Linked DNA regions of Mus musculus: region 2 is linked to region 1. A link is a contact called in public HiChIP or PLAC-seq data. All regions are on one chromosome and are shown on one strand. Each heading gives the region's core, a stretch centred on a gene start, on an enhancer-like site or on the middle of the called end of the contact. The rest is flanking DNA. Distances are from core to core; before and after follow the strand shown.

Evidence for each region. HiChIP or PLAC-seq counts read pairs in DNA pulled down with a chosen protein or histone mark.
Region 2: an H3K27ac HiChIP or PLAC-seq map of embryonic stem cells shows a contact between it and region 1, with 5 read pairs. The contact joins two enhancer-like sites. A contact is called at or near these places in 1 of 484 Hi-C or Micro-C datasets (bone marrow-derived macrophages), 2 of 115 datasets of contacts at active chromatin or transcription factors (embryonic stem cells and pancreatic cancer cells) and 2 of 9 other capture datasets (liver and pancreatic islet).

The regions. Positions count from the first base shown.
Region 1 is chr17:29,070,628-29,076,754 of GRCm38.p6, forward strand. All of the region lies in intron 1 of Trp53cor1 (tumor protein p53 pathway corepressor 1), which reads right to left. Among named protein-coding and RNA genes, the nearest start is that of Trp53cor1, 5.4 kb to the right of the region's middle. Within about 2 kb of position 2,359, at least 48 of the 459 cell types and tissues checked have an H3K27ac peak or open chromatin away from gene starts, as enhancers often do. A contact at or near this core is called in embryonic stem cells, where this site is marked.
Region 2 is chr17:29,209,933-29,216,059 of GRCm38.p6, forward strand. Cpne5 (copine V) reads right to left here. Exons shown (of 21, transcript NM_153166.2): 4 at 1,716-1,819. Among named protein-coding and RNA genes, the nearest start is that of Cpne5, 25 kb to the right of the region's middle. Within about 2 kb of position 3,674, at least 17 of the 459 cell types and tissues checked have an H3K27ac peak or open chromatin away from gene starts, as enhancers often do. A contact at or near this core is called in embryonic stem cells, where this site is marked.

The sequences.
Region 1 (6,127 bases), core at 1,109-3,608:
AGGTCAGGGACTGAATAAATGGGAGAAAGCAAGCTGCGCCCTGGTCTTCCCTTGTCTCTCTGTAAACCACGTAGCCAGCTCTCTCTGACGCCCACTGCCCGTGGGACCTACTGCTCAAGCTGAGACAAAGGAACTCCTTTCTCCCTGCAGTTGCCTGCGTCAGGGATTTTACCGCAGCCGCAAGGGAAGTAAGGACTACGCTGGCCACTTAACCCAGCATTTCTCAACCTGTAGGTCATGACCCCCTTTCATAAGGGTCGAATATCAGATATCCTGGACAGTGGATATTTATATTATGATTCATAACAGCAGCAAAATTATAGTTATGAAGTAGCAAGAAAAATAATTGTATGGTTGGGGTCACCTCAACGTGAGGAACTGTGTTAAAGGGTCGAAGCATTAGGAAAGTGGAGAACTACTGTTTTAATTCTCACAGCTTCTGGGAGGTGTCCCATCCCAATAGCTTCATGGAATTCCCCTTCCCTCCAGCCTCGGTTTGTTTGTTTATTTGTTTGTTTGTTGCAGTATAAACCTTGCTTCCTTTTCCCTGAAAGGAAAGGCCTCTTAGGGTTAAAAAAGCCTACACTTTGGACATGTTTGGGACTCTCAGACTTGAAATTTCCTAAAACGTGCCTGTTTCCAGTGTGGGCATGGGGGACCCAGGTAGGCATCTCTAGGTGAGTATCCATGAGTGGACGTTTGAGAGTCTTCTGGGCAATGAGAGGGGACTTCTCAGCCACTCGGTGGAGTGATCAATGTGGCTTTATCAAAAGGAGAACAAGGGGCTGGTGAGATGGCTCAGTGGGTAAGAGCACCCGACTGCTCTTCCGAAGGTCCAGAGTTCAAATCCCAGCAACCACATGGTGGCTCACAACCATCCGTAACAAGATCTGACTCCCTCTTCTGGTGTGTCTGAAGACAGCTACAGTGTATTTACATATAATAAATAAATAAATCTTTAAAAAAAAAAAGTGGAGTGCCCCGCCCGTCGACCATGGGGCACAGTCACCTGTGCCAAATATCCTTTCCTACCTTCCCCTTGCATCTCGCACAGAGGATGTGCCGCATCACACGGACACCACCAACACTTCTTTCTGCACTAGGGACATAAATCACACGCCTCATGCTCCCACCCCCAACCAAGCCCACACGGGCTACTGCACAGAGCATGTGCCAAACACACACCAGCTACAGGTCTCAGCAACACCCCCCATCAGACAAAGAACTCATCACCACAGCCAGTAACAGCTTTATACCAATCACACACCAAGAGTCTCTTCCCTGCCCCCCACACCAATATATCAGACTCACTTGAAAAACACAACTCAGGTTTTTGCCAGAGAATTCATGGTTCACTGAACACCATGCATATTGTCTTATTTCCACCCAAGAGAATTGGGGGGAGGGGGTGCGACCTCCATATTTCCTGCATCTAACAGCATTACTCGTGCAGTCTAAAGTGTACACACCCATCTCTATGTATCTTACAAACACATTACGTCTTCCTACACGGAGCAACTGAAACCCAGCAGACAGACAAACGTACCAGCAGACCCACTGTGCACAAAGACATCTGATCACACTTAAGCTGCACCTCAACACACACAACATATACACAACATACTCAGTGACTTCTGGGTCGGTCCAGCATGAACAACCACGCCTGCGTGCCCGGGGCTGAAACTCAGCTCCTAAACTCCAGAAGACCCTGCAATCCCAGGTAATCTGGGACAATTAATCTTCATTTGACACATTGCTCACATGGACACATGGCTGGTGTGGCTGGGTCCCTGTGACAGAATCTGAGATGCTGGAGGGTGGGGAAGCAGGGAATGGGGGAGGGGTACGGGATAGAGTGAGGGGTGCCAGTGACTCAGAGAACACAAAGTACCAAATCATTGTCCCCTTTGACCCCTTTGACTAGAGGGGAGTCACACGTGGCTCACAGATACAGGGATGTGCTGTCAAAAAGAAAACAGAAAAGAAGGCTTAAGCACACTTGCCTGCCTTTGGGGGTTGGCTCTGGGCTATGCTTTATCTCACCTGATCCTTTACAAAACCTGTGGGGAGGCTGGCATAGCATGGTACTCACTACGATGATCAGATCTGGGAGAAGTCTCCTGTCCCTGAGTTTCCTCCACCCAGACTTCTCCATCTGGCAGGGCTGTCTATACATCTCTCACTCCAGAACTCACCCATCCTGACAGAGACACTGTGGCTGGAACCAAAAGACCACCTGTCTTGAGCCACCACCTTCAAAAGCCTTTCATTCCGTCCTAATGGGCCCAGGCGCCCAGGCTGCCCCACCCTGGGGCGGGATTAGCTCCCTGGAGCTGTTTAAGGCACATCAAAAGAGTGCCTCTCACTAAAATAGCTCTCTGGGGCCCTGCCTGCTAGCCTGAAATTATACCAGGGGACTGTTCTGTCTGGTAAAAAGCATCCTACAGCCCGAAAGGTCCCTGCTCTAAATGCACCTGTGTCCTTGGGAGGCACTCCCAGGCCACAGCCTCCAACCCCCTCCCCTCATTGTATCGCGGTCATCTAGGTCATCTACGCACTTGCACAAACATCACAGAAAGTCCCGCGCGCTGTTGGCTTCCTGTGGAAATAGAGCCCAGGGTGGAGGGCTGGAGAAGGGCACAGACTGACTTGGAGACAGGGGTGTGGAGAATGGAAGCCAAGAGGGATGGGTCAAACTCTTGGCAGGTCTTGGCAGAGGTAGAGAAGCCCCCTGGGAGGAAGAAGGGCTGTTCAAAGATCCCAGGAGGTAGAAGGGGGTGGGCTGTAAAGGATGAGTGGGTTTGGGGTGAAAGTGAGGATATATGCCTGGGAGGAGTCCATTTATAGGGTCACTCTAGGGCATCATCGACTCTGGAAACTCAGTGTTTGCAGTAGAGAACATGACCTATTTACTGCCGAAGAGAAAGAAAAGCCTTTGCACAGTAAAGAGTCGGAGACAGTTTGTAACACTGGCTGGAAAGATAGAGGCTACTGTTGTCCTCTGCGGTCTCCAGGGTTACTTGCCTTTCTTCTGGAACCTCCCAGTACTTCCTACAACGAACTTGGAACATGATCTCTTTCCACAGAGCCAGGGATAAAACGCAGGGTCTTGCACACGCCAGCCCACAGTTCCCTACACGCTCCTGCGTTAAGATTTTATTTTTTGAGACCTGAGAGCTAGCTCTCAGGCTGGCCTGGAACTTGTAGCCAAGGATGACCTTGATAGGATCTTTCTATCTCAGCTTCCGGAGTGCTAGGATTAGAGGCGTGCACCATCACATCCGGCTTATGAGCTGCTTGGTGAATGGTAAGCAGGCACACCATCTGAGTTGCATATGAAATATCATTAAATATCATAAAAATATTTAGAAGAGGGCTCACTGGCTATTAAGTCCTTGTCAAATTCATAAGCCACGGTCGTCACACTCAGATGGTTCTAATAATTCAAGGTAGCCCAGGTCTGCAGCTCAGCGCAAGGATCACACGCTGTAGGGCTACATTGTGTGGGTTCAAATTTGTCCTTTGTGGCTGTGTGATTGGGCAAGTGGCTCGGCCTTTCTGTGTTTTGCTGTGCCCTTTGTAAACGCAATGGTCGCAGTACTTGTAAAGCTCACCTGAGCTACTGCGCGTGTGCGAACGCTGGGCGGTGCAGCTGGAGCCGGGTAATCGCAGCCTGAGCATCAGCTGAGGCTTGTCATTAGTGGTTAAGATAAGAGCTCGGCTGCTGGAGCCAGCCTGTCTGGGTTCAAATCCTTGCTCAGTCTCTGTCTGGCTTGGGAAGTAACTTCATCTCTATCTGTACCTCAATTTCCTAATCTGTAAAATGGGGATGAAAGTCACAGTACATCCTTCATGGGATGAGTAAGGGGGAAATTAACCAAGCGATCCTTGGATACTTATAACAGAGCCTTGTGAAGGGAAAGTGCTTGGCAAGTTGCTAAGCACAAACCAGGGTCGCCATGTTTAGATGGTTCTAATAACTCGCGGTAGCCCAGGTTTGCAGGACTGCAGCTCAGTCAGAAGGAGCACTTTAGTACTAATTATCATTACAATTATGATTTTGATCTTGAAGAGATGGGAAGTGGGGTGAGGAGCCACAGAGCACCCTATGCAGTCAGTGTGTGGGTGTGTGAGGGAGCATGGAGATGGGGGGGGGGCGGGGAAACAACTGGGTTGTCTTTTTCTCTCCTCTTTCTGGTCCTCCTCTGATTCAGGTTTTAATGGTCTTTTACTTTTTACTCCACTTATATTTTTATTTAGTGTGTGTCCCTGAACTTGCATGCCACAGCGTGAGCCTGTGGTGGTCAAAGCACTTCATGCAGAAGTTGATTCTCTCTTCTCACTGTGTGGGTAGCAGGAATTGAACTCATGTCCTCAGACTGCGGCAAGCACCTCTACCCGCGGAGCCATCTCAGTTCCTCTCCTTTCGGAGTTAAAGCTGCGGTCCTTGGCTGGGAAGATGGTTCACTGGTTACAGCCACTCGCAGTAAACACAAGTAGATTATTCAGATCCGCCAGTCAGAGAAATCTAGGGATGCACTAAATAGTTTGTTTCTTAACTTGTATTACATGTTATTTGTTTATTGGGTGGGTGGGGGATGCTTGCATGTCAGGACACACATGGAGGGTGACTTTCAGAAGCAGGCTCTCCTTTCACCAAGGGATTAAACCCAAGTTATTAAACTCTGTATGAGATATTTCCACCCACTGAGCCTTCTAGCCAGCCCTATTTTGTCCTTTTGAAACAAAGTCTCATTGTGGAGCTCAGACTGCACTCAAATTCCCAATCCTCCTGCCTCAAACTCAGGAGTGTGGGGGCTTATACTCATGGGCCACCACTCAGGGCTCAGGAAAGACTCCAAATGTTTCTAGACTCAGAACCTCACAGTGAATTGTCCACAGGCTGCTTTCTCCAGGGGATCACCACTGGCGCAGCCTTTCACGACCTAAAGTTACCTCCCTAATAGAGATGTTCACATTCACCCTGGAGAAACTCTTTGAGCCTGAAAAGAATTGAATGGGAAAAGCGGCATAAAATTGTCTGAGCCAAGAGGTACTCAATTATTTAGGCAGGCAATTGACATAAACATTTCCGGAAGGTTTTTTGCAGCCATTGACAAATATGAAGCTCTGATCAGAGTCTTTTTTGTTGTTGTTGTTGTTATTTTGTTTTGTTTTGTTTTGTTTTGAGACAGGGTTTCTCTGTGTAGTCCTGGCTGTCCTGGAACTCACTCTGTAGACCAGGCTGGCCTCGAACTCAGAAATCAGCCTGCCTCTGCCTCCCGAGTGCTGGGATTAAAGGCATGTGCGGCCACGCCCGGCTCGGAGTCGTTTTTATTGTCAGGATGACCAACACTTGAGAGATACAAGAGAGGAATAGATTTCCCTTGGCTCCAGGTTTTAGAGTTTGGTCTACAATCGGCTTGACAGCCACCCCATGTGTTTGGGTGGAGCATCACAGCATAGGGAACATGGTTCATCATTTCGCAGTGCACAGAAAGTAGAAAGCAAGAAAGATAGAGAACCAGGGCGACTTTCCAGGGCCAGCTCCTAGTGACCCTCTTCCTCTAACCAGACGTCCCTAGATAGTGCTGCCAGCTTGGCACCAACCATGCGGTCACCATACGAGCCTGTGGGCTACACTGCTCATTTACACAACAACAAGATGGTTCCCCTCCGCAATGTATGGCCTTCGCCCAGTCTCTTAAAGGCTATAAGGGGAAAAAGAAAGACAGAGAGAGAGAGAGAGAGAGAGAGAGAGAGAGAGAGAGACTAGGAAGATTGCCTGAAGAGGAAGGAAGTCGGCTTTCAGACGCCCTCAGGGCCAAAAGCGCAGCACTGCCAGCCTGCCCTGCAAATTATGGACTTGCCAGCCCACAATCAAGCAGACTGGTTCTCAAAATAGATTGGTCTTAGGTCTCTCTTTCTCGCCATCTTTTTCTGCTCCTTTTGATTCTGTGTCTCAGGAAACTCTGACAAATTTAGTAATAGGAACATATTATTTTCCTTTCCTTTCTTTGTTTTCTTTCTTTCTTTCTTTCTCTCTTTCTTTCTTTCTTTCTTTCTTTCTTTCTTTCTTTCTTTCTTTCTTTCTTCTTTTTTGAGATAGTATCTCTCATATGGACTA
Region 2 (6,127 bases), core at 2,424-4,923, 140 kb after region 1:
GATGGCGCTTTCGGCCAAACCTGGTGATCTGAGTTCAGTCCCCGAGACTCACATGAAGGAAGGAGAAAACCAGTTCTCACAAACTGTCCTCTGGCCTCCATACCCTGCCACGCACACACGCATGTGCACACACGCATGTACACACACACACACACACACACACACACACATAAATACCCTTCCCTGTGAGTGTGTTCTATCTTACTAAGAATGAATGACACAAGTGAACCCTGTACCCTGGCTGGGTCACAGGTGGCTAGATTACTACAGGTGGCTGGGTCATAGGTGGCTGGGTCACAGGTGACTGGGTCATAGGTGGCTGGGTCACAGGAGATTGGGTCACCACAGGTGGCTGGGTCACAGGTGACTGGGTCATAGGTGGCTGGGTCACAGGAGACTGGGTCACCACAGGTGGCTGGGTCACCACAGGTGGCTGGGTCACCACAGGAGACTGGGTCACCCTATCCATCAATCCCAGTTGTCTGTCCCCCAAGCTTCATGGGTGCCTGTCTGGCAGCTCTGTCCTCACATCTTCTCCTCACCTGGAGCCTGCCTCTACACTGAGCTGGTCGCTCCTAAGAAAGGGAGGCATGGCTACCTCCACCTGAGTGGGCGGCAGGCAGCTTGGTCCTGCAGCTGGGCTGGCCCCTTGTGGAGTCGGCTGCTGAGCTGCAGCCCGTTCTCCCAGGATCTTACAACCTTCCTTCCAGCAGCTTCCTCTGTTCTAGGCTGCTGAGGGCTGGAGATTGCTGCCCACTTGTCCTGACAGTTGGCCTCACCAGACTGTCACCACGCGACACACACACACACACACACGCACGCACACGCACACAAATGCTCACATACACATGCATGCACACATGCACACACACACATACATGCTCATGCACGCAGGCACACATGTGCATGCATGCACTTGCACACACACACACATGTGTGACATACCCATACGTGTGCACAAATACACTCGAACACACACATGCACATGCATATTTTAAAAAATATATTAATGCATGCTTTAACAAGTGCTTAAAAAAATATACTCATGCTCAGCCCTGCCAGAGGTCACACACACACACACACACTCACACACACTTTTGCCAGATTCCCTCAAGCTCCAGCCCTTTTCTTCCCCACACTTTTGACTCTTCTCCAGGACACTGGCCTTTTACAAACCACCTCATGTCCCCCACAACAGCTGGAAATGACACAAGCTCCCTGCCCAGTCACCAAGAGGGCAAGCCCTTCTGATGGCCCTGTCCCTCTTTCTGGTGGACACACAGAGAGCAGAGCCCTACTTGTTTTGTGACCTTTGCAGGGAGACTAGATACGCGCGCGCGCGCACACACACACATACACACACACACACACACACACACACACCACTACACCATAGGGAGAGGCCAGCAGGTACCTTGGACGCTAGGGAGGAAAAGGCTCAGAGGTGGAAGCCGGAATCGCCTCAATGGATGCTCCCCAGAGTCAGGCACCTCGCCCCCACCCCCATTTAATTGAGGCAAATGCTGGATAAGATCTGGCATGCGCACACACCCCATTTCCCACACCCTAGCAGGGCTGGGGTAGATGTCATCTGTCATGTTTATCTCCCTGGTCTCCCAGAATATCCCTGCTTCTCCACCTGTACCCTGTCACCAGGGCCCCAGTCCCACAACTCCCCTCCCACCCCCTTCGCATGAGCCCCACCTTCCACTCACAGATCAAAGCGGAGGTTCTGCTTCTCCTCAAAGAAGTAATCCACAATGAACTTGCGCACGAAGTCCGGGTTGAGCGTGTTATCTATGACCTCGGTGCGTCCGAACTGCGAGAGAATGAGCTGGTGAGGTGTGGGGGCACTTGTGGGCTCCAGCCCACACGCTGGGCTCTGGCTCCAGCCCACACGCTGGGCTCTGGCTCCAGCCCACACGCTGGGCTCTGCCTCCTACAGGCGTGAAAACGTCTCTCCTGGCTTCCTCTCTGATCCCTAGATCCCTCCCTCCCTCCCTTTCCAGGCATGAGCTCCAGGGGTAGATGGTGTCATATCTGAGTGACCCTGTGTGGTCTATCTTGCCTTTAGCCTTTGTCTGCCCCACCCTCCACCCCCGACCAGGCAGTGGGCTGTTATTGCTATGGTGAAAGGTCATGGCCAAAACAACTCAGGGAGGAAGTCAGACAGGAACTCAAGCAGGGCAGGAACCTAAAGGCAGGAGCTAATGCGGAGACCACGGAGGAGTGCTGCTTGCTCCTCTTTCAGAGTCTTCTTTGACTAAGCTACTCTGCAAACTGCAGGCAAGAAGTGCGCTCAGTGCCCAGAGTGGGTTACTAATGAGCCTCCGTAGACAAGTGCACACTGCAGCCAGCTCCTACCCAACCTGCATAAACATATGTGTGAGTTCAGTGTCTGCAATTCGTGACTGGCTCCCACCTGGCCAGCGTCGCCACACTGAATCTACCCATACACTTATGTCCGAGTCACTGTGTGCCTGGCTGGGTGCTGTCTTTGCTGTCTCATTGGGGTGTGACAAATTAAATGGATGTTTGCTCATTTCATGTTTGTGTGAGTATATTCACACAAACATGAAATGAGTAAAATAAATGAGCATATATATATGCTTTAACAGGTGCTTAAAAATATATACTTACCCCGGGCGGTGGTGGCGCATGCCTTTAATCCCAGCACTTGGGAGGCAGAGGCAGGTGGATTTCTGAATTCGAGGCCAGCCTGGTCTACAGAGTGAGTTCCAGGACAGCCAGGGAAGGCTACACAGAGAAACCCTGTCTCGAAAAAACAAAACAAAACAAAACAAAACAAAACAAAAACCAACAAAAAAACCAAAAGAACAAACAAAAAACCCACATCCCTTCTAGGTAGCAGTGGCACATGCCTTTGATCATGCCAGGGAGGCAGAGTAAGGCAGATCTTTGTGAGTTTGAGGACAGTCTGGTCCACAGAGCAAGTTCCAGAACAGCCAGAGCTACAAAGAGAAACCCTGTCTCAAAAACATATATATATATATATATCCACGCTCAGCCATCCCACAGGCCAGTTAAAGTCGAATCGATGTGCATGGGGCCCAAACAACTGTACATCCTCCCGGGAGGGTCTCTAGATACAGCTAATAAGCAGATGAGGTTGAGAGCCGCTAATGAATGAGGACTGGGCCGGGGGGGGGGGGGGGGGGGGGAGAAAACTAACATTTACCCAGCTTCTCCCGTTCATTGATCAACGGGATCATTAAGCTATCTCGTTTAATTCTTTAAAAATTCTGAGGGCTGTTACCGGCTCATGAACACGGAAATAAGTCAGCAAGGTTAGGTAACCTGCCCACAGCCACAGAGCGAGAAACTCAGGATATTTTTTGTACCTCACCTGACTGGAGGGAGGAGCCACCTAAGCAAATGAAAATCAGAGAAGGTGGATTATTTTCCAAGGACTGAGGACAGCCCTGCTGTGTGCAAGCAATGGGTTCGGGGTGGGGGTGGGGGTAGGGGAACACCACACTCTAGCCTCAATAAAACCCAGCTCCTGTCTCTCCTATAAATTCCATAACAACGTCACAAACATGCAACCCTTTGCAAAGGATTTCCTACAAGCTCCCCGCCCCTTCTAAGTAAACCTCCCGGCTTCAGACAAAAGGAAAATTTCCCCTAATGGCTTCTTTGCGGGAGTCCTGCAGGTAAACACTTATGTCTTAGAGAATTCTCTGGAAAGATCAGACTTCCTGCTGTTCTCCTTCAATGCCTCTAGCCTGAAGCATTCCCCTACCAGGGCTGACAGACAACCCCACTTCCACGGCCCACCCCCAGCCCACAGTCCACGGACACCCCCCCCTTGCCCGGCAGGGAGGATGACAGTGGCTGCTTTGAAAATGGCACTTGACGCTTCAACAAGGGGGGAATTCCCTGGAGACTGCTTTCTGCTGCAGAAGGAGACGGGGGTTCCCCTGGAAACAGGATGGGAGGGGGGGCTCCGAAGGTCCCTGGAAAGTGGAGGGGCTTGAAGGATTGCTGGGATTCGGGCATAATTAACATATGTACATTGCAACTGTGAAATCAACAGCCCAGGGGCCTGCTAAGGAAGCTTTTTCATTAGTTGGACTAATAACAGCAAGGGGTGTGTGTGTGTGTGTGTGTGTGTGTGCTGAAACACAGATTTTAAAATTCTAAGAGGCCACTGGGTGCCTGTCAGGCTCAATGCATACTCTGGCTAATGAAGGCAAGAATACAATAAATGATGGATAATGGTGTGTGTTGGGGGGGGGTGTCAACCTGGACGCTGTATTATTTCACATAGAACTGCAGAGTTCTCCAGACAGAGTGGCCTTGGGGAGATGAAGTATGAGCAGCAAAGCCTGCCTGCAGTCTAACTGCTGTGTGCATCCCATTCCATCCTTCCATCCTAGGGGAGCAGGGAGGAGGCCAGGCCCCTCACCATCTCAACCTGGAGCCCGGACACTTCCTCAGAATCACCTGTCCACCACGCTAGTCCATTCGGAACCACTGCTTGGTCTAAGCTCTGGGCTCTGAGACAAGAGAGAGGGTCTCTCCTGTAGCATGTGCACCATGAACCCTAAGCAAGCCCCACACAAGCACAGGGGTCCAAATGCACCTTGGCTGTGCTGAGCCAGGAAATCAGTACATGAAATAGATGCAGAAAAGCTAGAGAACCTTCCCAGGCTACTCCGAGAGGGGTGAGCAATGTCGGGGAGGGGGCTCCCTGACCTCAGGACTGGGATGCCTCCTGGGGAGAGAATCAAAAGCATAAGCCAAAAGACGCCCCGGAAAGAAGAGCAGTTACCCTCTGAAAGGCTTTGTCCCTAGCAACAGACCCAGTGAAGCTTTTCGAGGAAGCCGCTCCCATGAGCTCCCATGACTAAGCCCCGAGAACACCAATTAAGCGGCATTAACTTCAGATCATCCTGACCAGTAGACCCTCAAAGGGAGGCAAGCCTTGAAACTGCTTTGGGGACTGAATTAAGTGGTTCCCAGGGGGCTCCGCTATACAGAAGAATTGGTATTTCTGGGAACAGGTGAGCCCTCATGCTCACGTGTCCTCATCAGAGCTCGTCAGAGCAGACCCTGATCAGCCAAGGGTCTCACCTCACCTCACATAAGGTCCGGGGCAACTGGCCTGTCAGGACAGTGGCTTGGCTACAGGCTGTGGAAGACCCTGGAAAATGCAGGCAGACAGGTGCTAGGAGGGCTCTTCTCTCAGTACCACAAACTCTCCATCTTACACCCCAGTGAGGATTCACTGACCCAGCAGGCCCAGTGTGGGAACAGCTAGCTCTTCACGGTGGCTCGTCCCTGAACAACCCACCTTCAATCCCACCCAGACCTTCAAAAGAAACCCCTACGAACACCTTCCCACTACACGTCAGAGGCAGATTCCTCCCTGCGAGGATGCCAACGTGGGTTTTTCTCTCACAGAAATAATCTCCAGCAGCCCCTTATGCTCACTCTGTTCTGCTTAAGTCCACTGAGTAACATTTGTGTCACCTAAGAAATGGGTAAGGACCCTCGAGGTGGCTAACTGGGAAAGGTGCTTGCTACCAAACCTGGTGACCCACAGGGTAAGAAATAACTGACACCTTTAAAGCTGTCCTCTGACCTCACAAGCTCATCCATGGAACCCCTGGTGGCCAGTGCCTGAGCTGGCTGGGTCAGGAGGGCGGGAGCTGATGGACCTGCTCTCTATCCAGCTGCCTTGCAATCTTTACAGAGTACTGATGGCTCCTAAGCAGGCACTTGGAAAGCCTGGCTGCTGAGCCCAGCCCTGGCAGGTCGTGAATCACATTCACCAGGATTAAAATTAGAGACCAAGATCCACGTCTGCCTGGAGAACAGGGAAAGGAAGGGCATTTTTCAAGGCTGGGAGCTGAGCACCTGGAGGCACGGGAGGACATGAGGGTCCAGGTCCATTCCAGGCCTGCTGGCGTTTTGAGTCTGGAAAGTTCTCTCACCAGAAGAGTCCGGAATACTGTATGGCCCAGATACAAAGCCCCCTCCGGTCACTGCAAAGCAAACTGGGCTCAGAGGATGGAATTCCCAACAGAAGAGGTCATGGTGCTCTGGGGCTCAGTGTCTCCTATACCATATTTTATTCTGTTTGGGCATCAAGGTGTGGAGG